Linked DNA regions of Callithrix jacchus: region 2 is linked to region 1. The links are chromatin contacts, called in public Hi-C maps. All regions are on one chromosome and are shown on one strand. Each heading gives the region's core, a stretch centred on a gene start, on an enhancer-like site or on the middle of the called end of the contact. The rest is flanking DNA. Distances are from core to core; before and after follow the strand shown. Region 1 overlaps SRGAP3 (SLIT-ROBO Rho GTPase activating protein 3). Region 2 has its middle 44 kb from the start of SRGAP3.

The links. A called contact is a pair of places that touch in the nucleus more often than the background predicts.
Region 2: a contact with region 1 is called in a Hi-C map of skeletal muscle, with 5 times the contacts expected there. The contact joins two enhancer-like sites. A contact is called at or near these places in 2 of 3 Hi-C or Micro-C datasets (induced pluripotent stem cells and skeletal muscle).

Annotation. Positions count from the first base shown.
Region 1 is chr15:66,316,111-66,322,710 of calJac240_pri, reverse strand. All of the region lies in intron 2 of SRGAP3 (SLIT-ROBO Rho GTPase activating protein 3), which reads left to right. Among named protein-coding and RNA genes, the nearest start is that of SRGAP3, 140 kb to the left of the region's middle. Within about 2 kb of position 3,005, at least 6 of the 16 cell types and tissues checked have an H3K27ac peak or open chromatin away from gene starts, as enhancers often do. A contact at or near this core is called in skeletal muscle, where this site is marked.
Region 2 is chr15:66,496,683-66,503,282 of calJac240_pri, reverse strand. No RefSeq gene overlaps it. Among named protein-coding and RNA genes, the nearest start is that of SRGAP3, 44 kb to the right of the region's middle. Within about 2 kb of position 3,197, at least 4 of the 16 cell types and tissues checked have an H3K27ac peak or open chromatin away from gene starts, as enhancers often do. A contact at or near this core is called in skeletal muscle, where this site is marked.

The DNA.
Region 1 (6,600 bases), core at 1,756-4,255:
GTGCACCCATTCTGCAGGCAGGTAAACCAAGACAAAGGGGCTTGCAAGGAAAGAGATGAGGCTGACCTGTGCTCTGTATTTGGGGTGACAGAGTCCCTTCTATTCTGGCTTTCTCAGCTTTGATACCCCTCACTTTCCAGGGGCTGTGCTTGATAAAAATGCTCCATGCAGAGGGTTAAGTTTTGGTTGCTGCTATTTGAACTGCTGTGGAAAAAAGCAACAGGAAATTGCCTAGTGAGGCAGGGATTTTTGCTCTGATACCAAGAATCCATCCAGAAAGTCTAAGTAGAGCTCAGAGGTACTGCTGGATAACAGACATCAACGTGGACCCTCATGCTGCAGTGTGAGGAATGGGATCCCAAAGGAAGCAGTGAGCCCGTGAATCATTCTGCCTTGGGTTGGAGGGGAAATCACAGGGATATTTGCACTGGGCCTTGAAGTTCACATAAGAGTTTGAAGAAGGACCAGGTAGTAATGGAGAAGGAAAACCAATATTTTTAGAACACTTACCATAGGCTGTTTGTCTATGTACAGCAGTCCTTAGATCTTCCCAATAACTTAGTGAGGTGCTAGTGGTAATAATGGTATTGACAATAAAAGTTACTATTATGTGCAGGGTTTGGCACTCAGAGAATTGTATGGGTTGTGTCATTTAGTCCTCAAAGCACCACTATGAGGTGGTTGTCACCTCATTTCACAAATAAGGAAAGAGAAGGTTTAACTATAGTAACTTTCCAAGTTCAGTTTGTTGGTGAGGGACAGAAGTGGCATTTGAACCCAAGCCTCATGACTTGATAGCCCCTCAACACTGATAAGCAGAGCCCGCTTTGGCCGGGGGACTCAATGAATGGAATTAGTCCCCTTTGGGATGACTCTGTCTCAGGGTTGCCAAATAGTGCTGGAGCCAGGCCCTGGACTGCACTCTAGCTCCGAGCACGGCAGCCTCGCACTCCTCAGGGGACTCCTGGTGGGGGGTGGGGGGGAGATAATAAAGTAAATATTTATAAAGTAATTTATAAAGAAAAGTGGTTTAATGGACTCACAGTTTGGCATGGCTGGGGAAGCCTCAGGAAACTTAAAATCTTGGTGGAAGGCACCTCTTCACAGGACAGCAGAAGAGAGAAAGAGTGCCCAGTGAAGGGGTAAGCCCCGTATAAAACCATCAGATCTTGTGAGAACTCACTCACTATCACGAGAACAGCATGGGGGAAACCACCTCCATGATTCAATTATCTGCACCTGGTCCCACCCATCACATGTAGGGATTATATTACAGTTCAAGATGAGATTTGGGTGGGGACACAACCAAACCATATCAGGGTGGAATTGTGTCCCCTCAGAATTCCTATGCTGAAGTCCTAAACCCCAGTACCTCAAAATGTGACCTTATTTGGGAACAGGGTCTTTCTAGAGGTAATCAGGTAAAAATGAGGTCATTGGGGTGGGCCCTAATATCTTTACAAAAAAGAAACTTTGGGCATAGAGACCGACACACAGGGAGAATGCCTTGGAAAGGTGAAGGCAGAGACCAGGGTGCTGTGTCTACAACAAGGACACCGAAGATCTCCAAAAACCCACCAGGAGCCAGGAGCAAGGCCTGGGACAGATCCTGTTAAAGGCTCTCCAGGCTCCATGCATTTCTCGTTCAGAGCCCTTCTTCCTGCTGCTATTTTCTATGGATTTTTGTGATTATCTGATTGTTATCTGAGACCCCCACTAGTCTGTAAGCTCCAGGAATTGAGAAGTGTGGCTCATTTTGCTTACCATTGCCTGGCGCAGAACAGGCACACGGTTACTATTTACTGAATTAATGATTCATGCTACAAGCAAGTGCAATGAATCCCGAATCCTGCTTGGGGCGGCTTAGATAGCAGGAGGTTAAAAGCAACTTTCTGAATGAGAGTACATGGACACAGGGAAGGGGGTACTACACACTGGGGTCTATTGGGGGGAATAGGGGAGGGACAGTGGGGGTAGGGAGCTGGGGAGGGATAGCCTGGGGAGAAATGCCAATTGTGGGTGAAGGGGAGGAAGGCAGCAAAACACACTGCCATGTGTGTACCTATGCAACTATCTTGCATGTTCTGCACATGTACCCCCAAACCTAAAATGCAATAAAAAAAATAAAAATAAAAAGGTGTGAATACAAAACAAATCTCATTTGGTAAATAAAAAAAAAGGAAAAAAAAAAAGCACCTTTCTGGCTGAAGAACTAATTGAAATAGCATTTCTCAGAGGCAAGCCCAATGTGAGGCCTGAGAAGGTCCTGGAAGGGAGCAGGAAGCCCGAGCAGGAGCTTGCCTTCCTCCCAAAGGGACCCTGGTCCCAGGGCAGGAGCTTTCATCTGCAACATGAAGCTCTGCAAGCTTGGAAGTGCGTTCTGTTTGCTAAGCGGAATTTTCCGGCCCTCAGCCGAGAAGCTGGAGAAACTGGCTCACTGCTAATTTCATTTTCCCAACTCACCAGCTTGGCAAGGCCTGGCTCCTCTAGCTGCAGTCTCCTAGAACCTCATATCCAGCTCCCCTAGCCAAAGAAAGAAAGCTGTGACTCACCAGAAATGTTCATTGCTATTTTCTTGCCATAAAAAAAAGAAAATATATACATACATATGCAAAAGTTCTAACGTGATGTCTTAGTTCAGCAGCTTCTGCTTGCTGGGTCAACGCTTGCATGCAAGATTGGAGAAGCAGAAGGGCCGCTCTGAGTGCCTTGGCCAAGAGCACTGGCCCTCATTCATTCTGATGTCTTCCAAAAGTGGCTGTTGGCACAGAGCTGGATCTCAAGTCAAAGGGGTTCCGCTTTCAAAAGGGGCAAGCATCCCCAAGAACAGGGAAGGCTGAAGGTTTCTGCAGCCTTCAACCTTCTGGCTCTGCAGTCCAGAGCCTTCATGCTTCATCCCTCCTGCAGTCCCAGTGTGAGCTAGATGGAAACAGGATGGAGAGCATGAGACCCTGTGGGCCCCTCCAGCCTCACTCTGTACCCTCTCTCTCCTCTGCCTTGCCTCTGGCTCCAGCCAGGCTGTTCTTAGTTCCTTAAATGCACCAAGCTCCCCACCCTGAGGCACCTTTGCCCATTCTGTTCCCTCTGCCTGGAGCCTTCTCCTGCCAGTCTACCTGCTCAGCCCCCTTCACTGTGCCCTTCAACTCTTCCTTTGGAGCCCAGCTTAATGAACCCTTTTTTGGGGATACTTCAGGGACCCCAAAATCAGGCCAGCCCTGTTGTTACGGGTGCTGATGGCACAGGCTCCCCTCTGTTCCGGCACATTCTGCACTTCTAACTCAACCCATGTTTGTGGGCTCGTGGGGGGTGTCTGTCTGCACACCAAACTGCCTGCTCCATGAAGGCAGGAACTGTGTCTGTTCAAGAATGTGTCCCTGGGGTCTGATCTATACAAAACATTCAACAAAAATGTATGGAATACATGAAATGCTAAAGAATGACTGCAGAGCCCTCTTCTGGCATTTAAGCCCAGAGTGACTCCATGGTGTGAGTGGCTAGGACACAGGGGATAGAATGGCAGACACTGGTGAATGCCCATCCCCACATCCAGGTGGCTGTCTGTTCTCTTCTGCTGTACTGAGTCCCACTTGTGGGCCTTCTCTCTTCTTTCAGACATGGTGAGAGCCTGCCTGGTACCATTGTGGCCAAGGCTTTCTGCAGACTACAAATGACCTGCCCCACAGGAGGGACCCAGGGCTGGGAGAAGGTCAGGGGAGCAGAACCAGCAGTCTCCCATGCTGGGGGGACCTAGAGAACAGGCCTCTGATTGGACTGCAGGCCTGGGACAGCATCTCAGAGAAGGCTGGGCTGCACATTGTCCAATCCTGCCCTCTTCCAGGGAAGCAGGAGGGGAGACACCACAGCAGCTTGGCCCTGCCCCAGCCCTCTGGCCACCATCTTGCCAGGCTTCCCTGGGACTGACCTCTTCTGCCATGTGGCCATGGCATTTGTAAAGCCTTCTGTGTTGTTCTGTGGTTTTAAATAGCATCCAACTCCTTGCTGCTGGCTTCCACGTTTGTCTCTCCAGCCCAGATAGCTCCACCTGGATGCCCCATGGCCTTTTAGACTCGTCCTGTTCAACTTGAACTCATCGTTCTCCCTCCCTGCCCACCCTTGACCTACTCCTCTTCATCTCCACAGAGGCTCCTTCTGTTCCCCCCGGGTGCCGAAACCAAAAACTGGGGAGTCATCCTGGACAGCTTTTGCTCTCTCTTAACTTCCAGCCCCAACCACATCGTCTCCCTGTCCAGTCAATTTCCTACCTAAGCCTTTCTTGAATCCCTCAGTTTCTCTCCCAGTCTCGGCTCTGCACAGCAGCCAGAGCGAGAATTTGAAAGCACAGTTTTACACTTTCACTCCCCTGCTCTAAACCCTTCCTTCAAGGGCTCTCTGCTGATCCCAGGATGGAGCTCAAACTCTATTGAGAGTTAAAGACCCTTTGCCAAGTGGCCCCTGCCTCAGTCTCCAAGTTCACCCTTACCCTCCTACTCCAGAACACTATGCCTGGACCCCCTCCCTACCTCCAGCTGGCCAACACGCCCTCTCCTGCTTCTCCTGGAACCTTGGTCATCACATTTCTCCGCTTTGAAGGCTCCTCCTTGTGAAACTCCAGCCCAGCCTTTAGTTCTCAGTCTAGAAACTGCTTCCTCCAGGAAGTCATCCATGACCACTCCACTGCCAGATCTAGAGAAGGAGGCCCCCTGCTGCTCCATAGCCTCCTTCTCATGACTGCATTGATGAGGCTGCCTCATCACTTTCTGTTCTTTGTGAATCTCCTTTTAAGTGGAAGACGTGTGGGGCAGGGTCTTGCAGCCTTGGTTGCTGCTGCACTCACAGCACCTAGTCCTGCCCAGCACAGACACACAAACACAAGGAGTGAACAAGAGCTGGAAGGAATCTTCACAGCGGCTGCTCACTACAACTTAACGAGTCTTTGGCTTTGGCTGCTTTCGGGTAACATCCTGCTTGTCTTGGCTCGTTCTGCCTCCTGCAGTTCTGTCTTACACTGCACTGCCTCCTGGCTTGCAGCTTCTCATAAGGACAGCACTGTCCTTTCTGCCCTTCCTCTCATCTCATCTCTCTGGCTAGATGACCTAGTTAATGGTCCCCAAATCGTCCCAAGACTCCCCCATCATTTCCGGATAACTTGTCTTTTTCCTTCCCTCTGAAACTCACCTTCTGGCGGTGGCTTCCATAATTTTGCACATTTAATTCCCTGGTGCTGTTCACTTCTTGCCTCCCAGGTTCAGCTAAGCCCCTGAAGTAATTTAGGTAACAGCTCAATTATCTCATCTCTCCTTAATCTTTCCATTTCCACCACCACCTAGGAAGCAGTGAAAATGAGATGAGCAATGCATTTTCTGCCCAAACTTACTGCTCCCCTTGCATTTCTTATCTCAGTTCATGTCATTGGCGTCTACCCAGTCACCTGAGATCTCTGCCTCAGAATTACCATCTGCTCCTTCCTCCTCTCTTGGCTGTTTCCAGGAAGTCGCCAAGAGGATTTGCTCTCCTGTTGAGAAGTCTCTCAAATTCAGTTTTCTCTGGCCACAAGACCATACCCAGGCCTCACCATCTCTCATTTGAACCAAGAGTTTCTGCCTGGTCTTCTTGCCAATAGCCCCATATCCCTGCTCATCCACCCACCCACCTACCCATCCATCCCTTCATCCTCCAATCTGCCCTCAATGATCTTGCCAGAACACATGTTGGTTATATCCTACCTCTGCTAAAATAACTTCCATGACTCTCCACTGCCCATAGCAGACATTCTTATTTTATTTTAGAAACAGGCCCTTGCCTATTTCCCAGGCTGGAGTGCAGTGGCATGATCATAGCTCACTGTAGCTTCAACCTCCCGGGCTCCAGTGATCCTCCCACTTCAGTCTCCCAAGTAACTAGGACTGTGGGTGCATGACACTACACCTGGCTAATTTTTAAATTTTTTATAGAGATGGAGTCTTGCTATGTTGCCCAGGCTGATCTTGAACTCCTGAGCCCAAGTGATCCTCTTGCCTCTGCCTCCCAAAGCCCTGGGGCTGCAGGCATGAGCCACTGCACCTGCATCCCTAAAGCAGGCATTCTTAATTCTGGCTGCACATTAGAATCCTCTAGAGAGTATGACAATGTGAGTGCCATGCTCTACCCTCAGAGATTCTGATTTTGTCTTGGATGGGGCTGGGGTCTTGGTGATTTTTTTAAGCTCCCCAGGTGATTCTTGTGTGCAGGACAGATTGAGAACTATGTGATCTAGAAGATAAGGGGTCCCACCCTCTTAGCCTGGCAGTGTGCCCCACAGTTGGGCCTTTAATCTGTATCCCCAGGCTCATGTCCTACAGTCCTTCAGTAACACACTCACAATTCCATCTCTCCTGAGCTACTTCACTATATTTGTGCCCACTGTTCCTTCTACCCACAATTTCATCCTCTCTCTGACTTCTGACCATTTGGAAAACTCCTACTCATCCTTCAAGACCCAGCACAAATGCAACTATTTTTCAGGGTTCTCTTTTCCATGCATCTGCTATGTGGCAGGCAGGTTGCTGGGTGCTGGAAGTGATGACTGCAAAGAAATGGTCCCTGCCCTCAAGAGCTCACAGT
Region 2 (6,600 bases), core at 1,948-4,447, 180 kb before region 1:
TAAGCCAGTGACTTGAGAAGCCATTCTATACCTTCCTCATGGCTGTTTTGAAGATTAAATAAATTAATATAAATAAAGTACTTAGAACAAGGCTTATCACATCACAAACACTCAAAAAGTGTTAGCTAAATCAACCAGGATAAAATTTCAGTTATGCAAAATTAAGTTCTAGAGATCTGCTGTATAACATTGTGTTGTTATACATCGCTATATAGTTAATACTGCTGTATTATGTACTTGAAAATCCATTAAGAGGGTAGGTCTTATGTTGAGTGTTCGGTGTTTTTTTTTTTTGAGATGGAGTCTTGCTCTGTCACCCAGGCTGGAGTGCAGTAGCACGATCTCAGCTCACTGCAATCTCGGCTGCCTGGGTTCAAGCAGTTCTGCCTTAGCCTCCCCAGTAGCTGGGACTAGAGGCATGCGCCACCACGCCCAGCTGATTTTTGTATTTTTAGTGGAGCTGGGGTTTCACCATGTTGGCCAGGTTCATCTTGAACTCTTGGCCTCAAGTAATCTGCCTGCCTCGGCCTCCCAAAGTGATGAGATTACAGGTTTGAGCCACCTCGGCCGGCAAGTGTTCTCGCCACAATTAAAAACAAAGAAACAAGCAAACCCACAAATGTGAAGGAATAAAAACTAGGTAAGAAAAAATCGAGGTAATGTTACAACTTATCAGAGTGCCCAGAAAAAATGCTGTATGACTTCTAAATTTATTGTCTACATTGATTTATAATCCTTTACTATTTCAAAATAAAGTGGTGACAAAAGGTGGCGGTGGGGAATATTAGGTATTTTAAGTATTGTCTTCGTTGCCATTCTTCGGTGTCATTTTACCTATCAGAATTCTGAGGTTCAGAGAACTGAAGCCCCTTGCCCAGAGTGCAAGCTAAATATGGGCAGAGCCTCCCGCTGGGACCCGGGAGACTGTTCCTAATGGCTGTTCCGAGACATTCTCGGAGTTGTTCGCCAGATGGCGCTCTTCCCCCAGGATAGGATCTGACCAAGCCCCACCCCGCTGCAGACGCTAGTCCTTCCTCACTAGGGGAACTTGGCGTTCTACAGCCAGCAGGGGTTTTGAGCGTGTCTACAGTCTCATTTTAGAGGGAGAGAAATAAAGCTCAGCGAAAGTATGTCCCTGGGCTCAGAGCCACCCACAGGCACCAGGTGGTGCTGGGGCGGAGTCCCAGTTTATCCAGTGACGAATCCCATTTGCTTCTTACCTCCCTGCGGCATCCTGGCCTAGCTTCCCACGCCCACCGGGGCCCCTTCCTTGCAGACACTATCTCACGCCTGAGCGCAGCTGGGCAGAGTGAAGCGCTTCCCTGCCTGGCTGTTGCAAAGCTCCACGATAGTGGAGCGAGTGTTTGGGAGCAGGGCAAGGGTGTAGGCAGGCTGGGGAGGAGTGAGGGGGATACCCAGCGACGCACCCTCCCGTTTCTCATTCTTCTCTAGTTGCATTCAGAAGCAGTGTGTGCACTCCTAAGGCCAGGGCCCCTGGAGTCAAACCGCCTTCACCCAAACCCTTGGCCTACTCTAATCCAGCAGCGTGCCTTGGGCAATTAGTGAGCTTGTGCGACGAGTTTTCCTATCTATAATATGGGAAAAGTAATACTTATCTCATTGGGTCCCTGAGGTGACTGAGTAAACGCACATAAAGTGCTGAGGATGGTTGTAAGCACATGATAAGCACAATAAAAATGTTAGCTCTCAGCAAGATGACTCACTAGCACCCTACCTGGATAGAGGAGTTTAGGTGAGAATTTCAGGATGATTCATCATACTCCTAGCCTATCACTCACCCCACAACCTCCTTTCAGAGTAATAACTGCCGTTTATTTGCAATTATGCCAGGCAGTATGCAAAACCTGTGATTTCATGATCTCAATTAATCCACAGGTCAGCCCTGTGAAGTAGGTACTATTACTGTTCCTCTCTCATTGTCGAGGCTTACACAAGATTAAGTCATTTATCCCGGGTCACACAGGTAATGACAGAAGCGGGTCCCACGCTCATTCCTGTCTGGTGCCAAAGATGAAGCTTTTTACTACTACTCAATCTTCTACCTCTTCTTGAAGCCAGTTAAAAACAACAAACACAGCCCCCTCAGCAAACACAGGCTCCCACAGCAGTCACAGGCATCAACTGTGCTCACTGTAATTCTACAGGACCCATCCCTCACAGAAGCCAAGGTCTGTAGAGTGAGATTTCTTTCTGCTCTTACGTGGTACAAAAGAGCGCATTTTACAGATGTCTCCCTGCTTCCCTGCTGCATGCTTTGACTGACACAGAGGCCTCTAGAGATTAAAGCTAAGTTAGCCATGGAGCCTTCAAGGACCACCTTCCCTGCCTCCTGTTTCTTCTGAACCCCAAAGCCACCTATCTGGGCAGGCAGGGACAATGCATCTCAGGCATGTGCGGTCACTTAACTTCTGCCATCCCGGATGTAATGCAAGGGCTCAGTGACTCATGCTAGGCTACCTGGGATGTCTCCTCTCTTGGCATGTGAAAGAGTCTATGCAGCATTGACATCTTTTAGCCATGAATGAAACAATAGGAACCAACCTACAAATGCAGAATTCTAGAAAGTCAGGGCCAGAAGAGACTGTAGGAAGTAAAAAATGGAACTTCACCAAGGGAAGATGAGGATCACATTGAGAGGAAGGAAGGTAACCAGATTTAAGCCCGTATTTACCTTCCATACCTTCCTGGTAGCCTCTGTTCCTAGAGGTGCTGAGCTGGGAGGGGTGGGAGTGGGCAGCCAGGCTGCTAAGCTTGTGCGTTCATCCAACTGTCTGTTTTTTCCCCTCCCCAGCATGTGATGATCCTCTAAAACAAGACTTCTCAACCTCAGCACAGCCTGGCTTAGGGTTGGACTATTTAGGGTTGGACCATTCCTTGTCGTGGCAGCGGTCCCGTGCATTGTCTGATGTTGAGCATCAGACATTTGTTCACTACCCACTACCCACTAGTTTCCAGTAACACTTCCATCTCCCCTCTGTTGCATGATAACAAAAAATGTCTTCAAATGTCACCAGTTATCTCCTAGGGGTCAAAATTTCTCCCCTCTCTCCCTCCTGTTGAGAACCACTACTCTTAAAGCAGACTCCTTTCTCCTTCCATTCCTGGAACATGTCTTGAGAGCTTGGTATATGCCATGCTTTGCTGGCTAATAAATCAAGCCCTGGCTCTGTCCTTAAACAATTCAGAGTCTAGCTGAGGAGACAAGGCCCACCCATACAGGTGGCAAAGATGGGAAGCCTCTCTACAGACAAGAGCGAGGTGCTCAAAGGAGCACAGGGGTGGATGCCTCACCGTCTGGGGAGATGTGAGAGAGCTTCATAGAAAGACACATGGCAATTTCTCAGGCAGGCAAGATGGGTAAAGGACATTCCAGGCAGAAGAAATGGGAAGTACAAAGGTAAAGAGTTGTGAAGTGTGATGTTTTGGGGAAAAATATTTTAATATGATTGTTCTCCAGAGTGCACATGAGGAGATGTTAAGGAAGAGGCTATAGAGTCAGGCAGAGCAAGGTGATGATGGTGGTGATAGTGGTGGTGATGATAGTAGTGGAAGTGATGATGGTAGTAGTGGTGGTGATGACAATGATGGTGGTGGGGGTGATGATGATGGTGGTGGTAATGGTGGTGGTGGTAGTGGTGATGGTGGGGATGGTGATAGTGATGACAATGATGATGATGGTGCTGGTGATGATGATGGTGGAGGTGGTGATGGTGGCTGTATGGTGGTGGTGGGGATAGTGGTAGTGATGACAATGATGATGATGGTGGTGGTGGTGCTGATGGTGGCTAACACATATTGAGCACTTAGTTCCAAGTGTCTCTCATATATTGTCTTTTAATTTTCATAGCAGTCCTTTGAGGAGGGTGCTATTATTACCTCAGTTTGCATATGGGAAAGATGTTGCATAGAGAGATGAAGTAACATGTTGAAGTCACATAGCTTGTGAAGGTTCCTTGTGAGTTCTAAGAAATTTGGCTATGAGGAGCCAAGGGTGTTTGTTTGTTTGTTTCTTTATGAGACAGAGTCTCACTCTGTCACCCAGGCTAGGGTGCTGTGGCGTGATGTTGGCTCACTGCAACCTCTGCCTCCCAGTTTCAATCTCCTGCCTCAGCCTCCTGAGTAGCAGGGATTGCAGGTGTGTGCCACCACGCCCAGCTAATTTTTGTATTTTTAGTAGAGATGGGGTTTCACTATGTTGACCAGGCTGGTCTCAAACTCCTGAGCTCAGGTAATTCTCCTGCCTTGGCCTCCCAAAGTGCTGGGATTATAGGCATGAGCCAACTCTTCTGGCTAAACCGAGGGTTTTAAATAGAGCAGTGAGTGACATGACCAGTGTTTCAGTTATTTTTAGCTGTATAATAAACCACCAAAAATGTCCTTGCCTATCCAGCAGCGTTTTATGATAGCTCACGATTCTGCGGGTTGGCTGGGGCTCAGCTGGGTTGTTCTTCCGCTGGTCTGGCTATTGCCGTGGCAGTAACATGGTGGCTGGGGATGCACGTTGGGCTGAATGTTTACTATCTTGATGTTTCTTTTTTCTTTTTGAGATGGAGTCTCACTCTGTTGCCAAGGCTGGAATGCAGTGGCACAATCTTGGTTCACTGCAACCTCTACCCCCCTGGTTCAAGTGATTCTCCCACCTCAGCCCCCTGAGTAGCTGGGATTACAGGTCCCAGCTAATTTTTCTATTTTAGTTTCACCATGTTGGCCAGGATGGTCTCTAACTCTTGGCCTCAAGTCATCTGCCCACCTTGGCCTCCCAAAGTGCTGAGATTACAGGTGTGAGCCACCCCACCCAGCCTTGGTGTTTCTTCATGTGGCTCCTATTTCTTTGAATCCTTCTAGGTCTTTCCCCGTGGCTACTCTTTCCAGCAGAGTATCCTGTTCTTGGTGGCTCAAGCTGCTAGGCCTCCTTAGTGCCTGGAACTGGAAGTCCCAGGACATCATTTCTTCTGCATTGTGTTGGTCAAAGGGTCACAGGCATAGCTTAGATTTATGGGGAGAGGGCATAGGATCCATTTCTAGTGGAAGGAGGGCCATGTGCGTACACGGAGGGGTGGAATTGTTTGGCCATCTAGCTATCACAGCCAGATTTTTATACTAGGAAGAATGTTCTGGTGACATTGTGTAGAGTGTTTTGAAGAGGGCAAGACTAAAGACATGATGATTAATTATAAAGTCATGGATAATTGTAGTTGAATTAGTCAGCTAGCTTCTCTTTTTCCTTCTGTTACGGAAAGACCAGAGTAATTATGCTTTAATAATAATAATAAAACAAGAATCATACTAACCTACATTTCTTGAGCACATAGTATGTGCCAAGCACTGTGGTAGATTCATTTCTCCACAATTTAATACAATTATCTCATGAGGTGTGTCTATTCCTATTTTATCTTTCAGAAAACTGAGGTCAAGTTTATTAGTATGCGAAGGCTGCCATAATTGTAAGTACTATTGACTAGGTGGCTTAAGCAACAGACATTAATTTTCTTACAATTCTGGATGCTAAAATTCAAAGATGAAGGTGTCAGAAGGGTTGGTGTCTTCTGAGGCTTCTCTCCTTGGTGTGTAGGTGACCTTCTTATTCCTTGGTCTTCACATGGCCTTCCTTCTATGCACATCTATGTCCTAATTTTTTCTCTCTCTCTCTCTTTTTTTTTTTTGAGATGGAGTCTCACTCTGTTGCCCAGGCTGGAGTGTAGTGGCACAATCCTTACTCACTGCACCCTCTACCTTCTGGGTTCTAGCAATTCTTGTGCCTCAGACTCCCGAATAGCTGGGATTAGGCACTCATCACAATGCCAGGATAATTTTTGTATTTTTAGTAAAGACAGGTTTCTCCATGTTGGCCAAGTTGGTCTTGAACTCCTGACCTCAAGTGATCCACCTGCCTCCGTCTCCCAAAGTACTGGGATTACATGCGTGAGCCACCACCCCTGGCCCTAATTTTCTCTCTCTCTCTCTTTTTTTTTTTTTTTTTGAGACAAAGTCTCCCTCTGTCGCCAGGCTGGAGTGCAGTGAGCCGAGATCATGGCACAAGATCTTGACTCACTGCAACCTCTACCTCCCGGGTTCAAGTGATTCTCATGTCTCAGCCTCCCGAGTAGCTGGGACTACAGGCCATGCCACCATGTCCAGCTAATTTTTCTATTCTTAGTAGAGATGGGGTTTCATCATGTTGGCCAGGGTGGTCTCGATCTCTTGACCTCATGATCCTCCCACTTTGGCCTCCCAAAGCGCTGAGATTACAGGCGTGAGCCACAGAGAAAAGAAGAGCAATTTTCTCTTTTTTTAAGGACACAAGTCATGTTGGAATTAAGGTCCACCTTAATGACCTTATTTTACCTTAATTATCTTGTTAAAGACCCTGTCTCCAAATTTAGTCACATTCTGAGGTACTAGGTATTAGGATTTCAACATACGCATTTTGGAGACACACGATTCAGCCTATAATATTATGTGATTCGTTTATGCTCGTGTAGTTAATAGGTGGGAAGTCAGACTTTAATCCAAATTTGCCTGACTTCAAGCTCCTGCTATTAAGTACCGTGTGTATTATTCCTCCCTACAAGTGTCTTT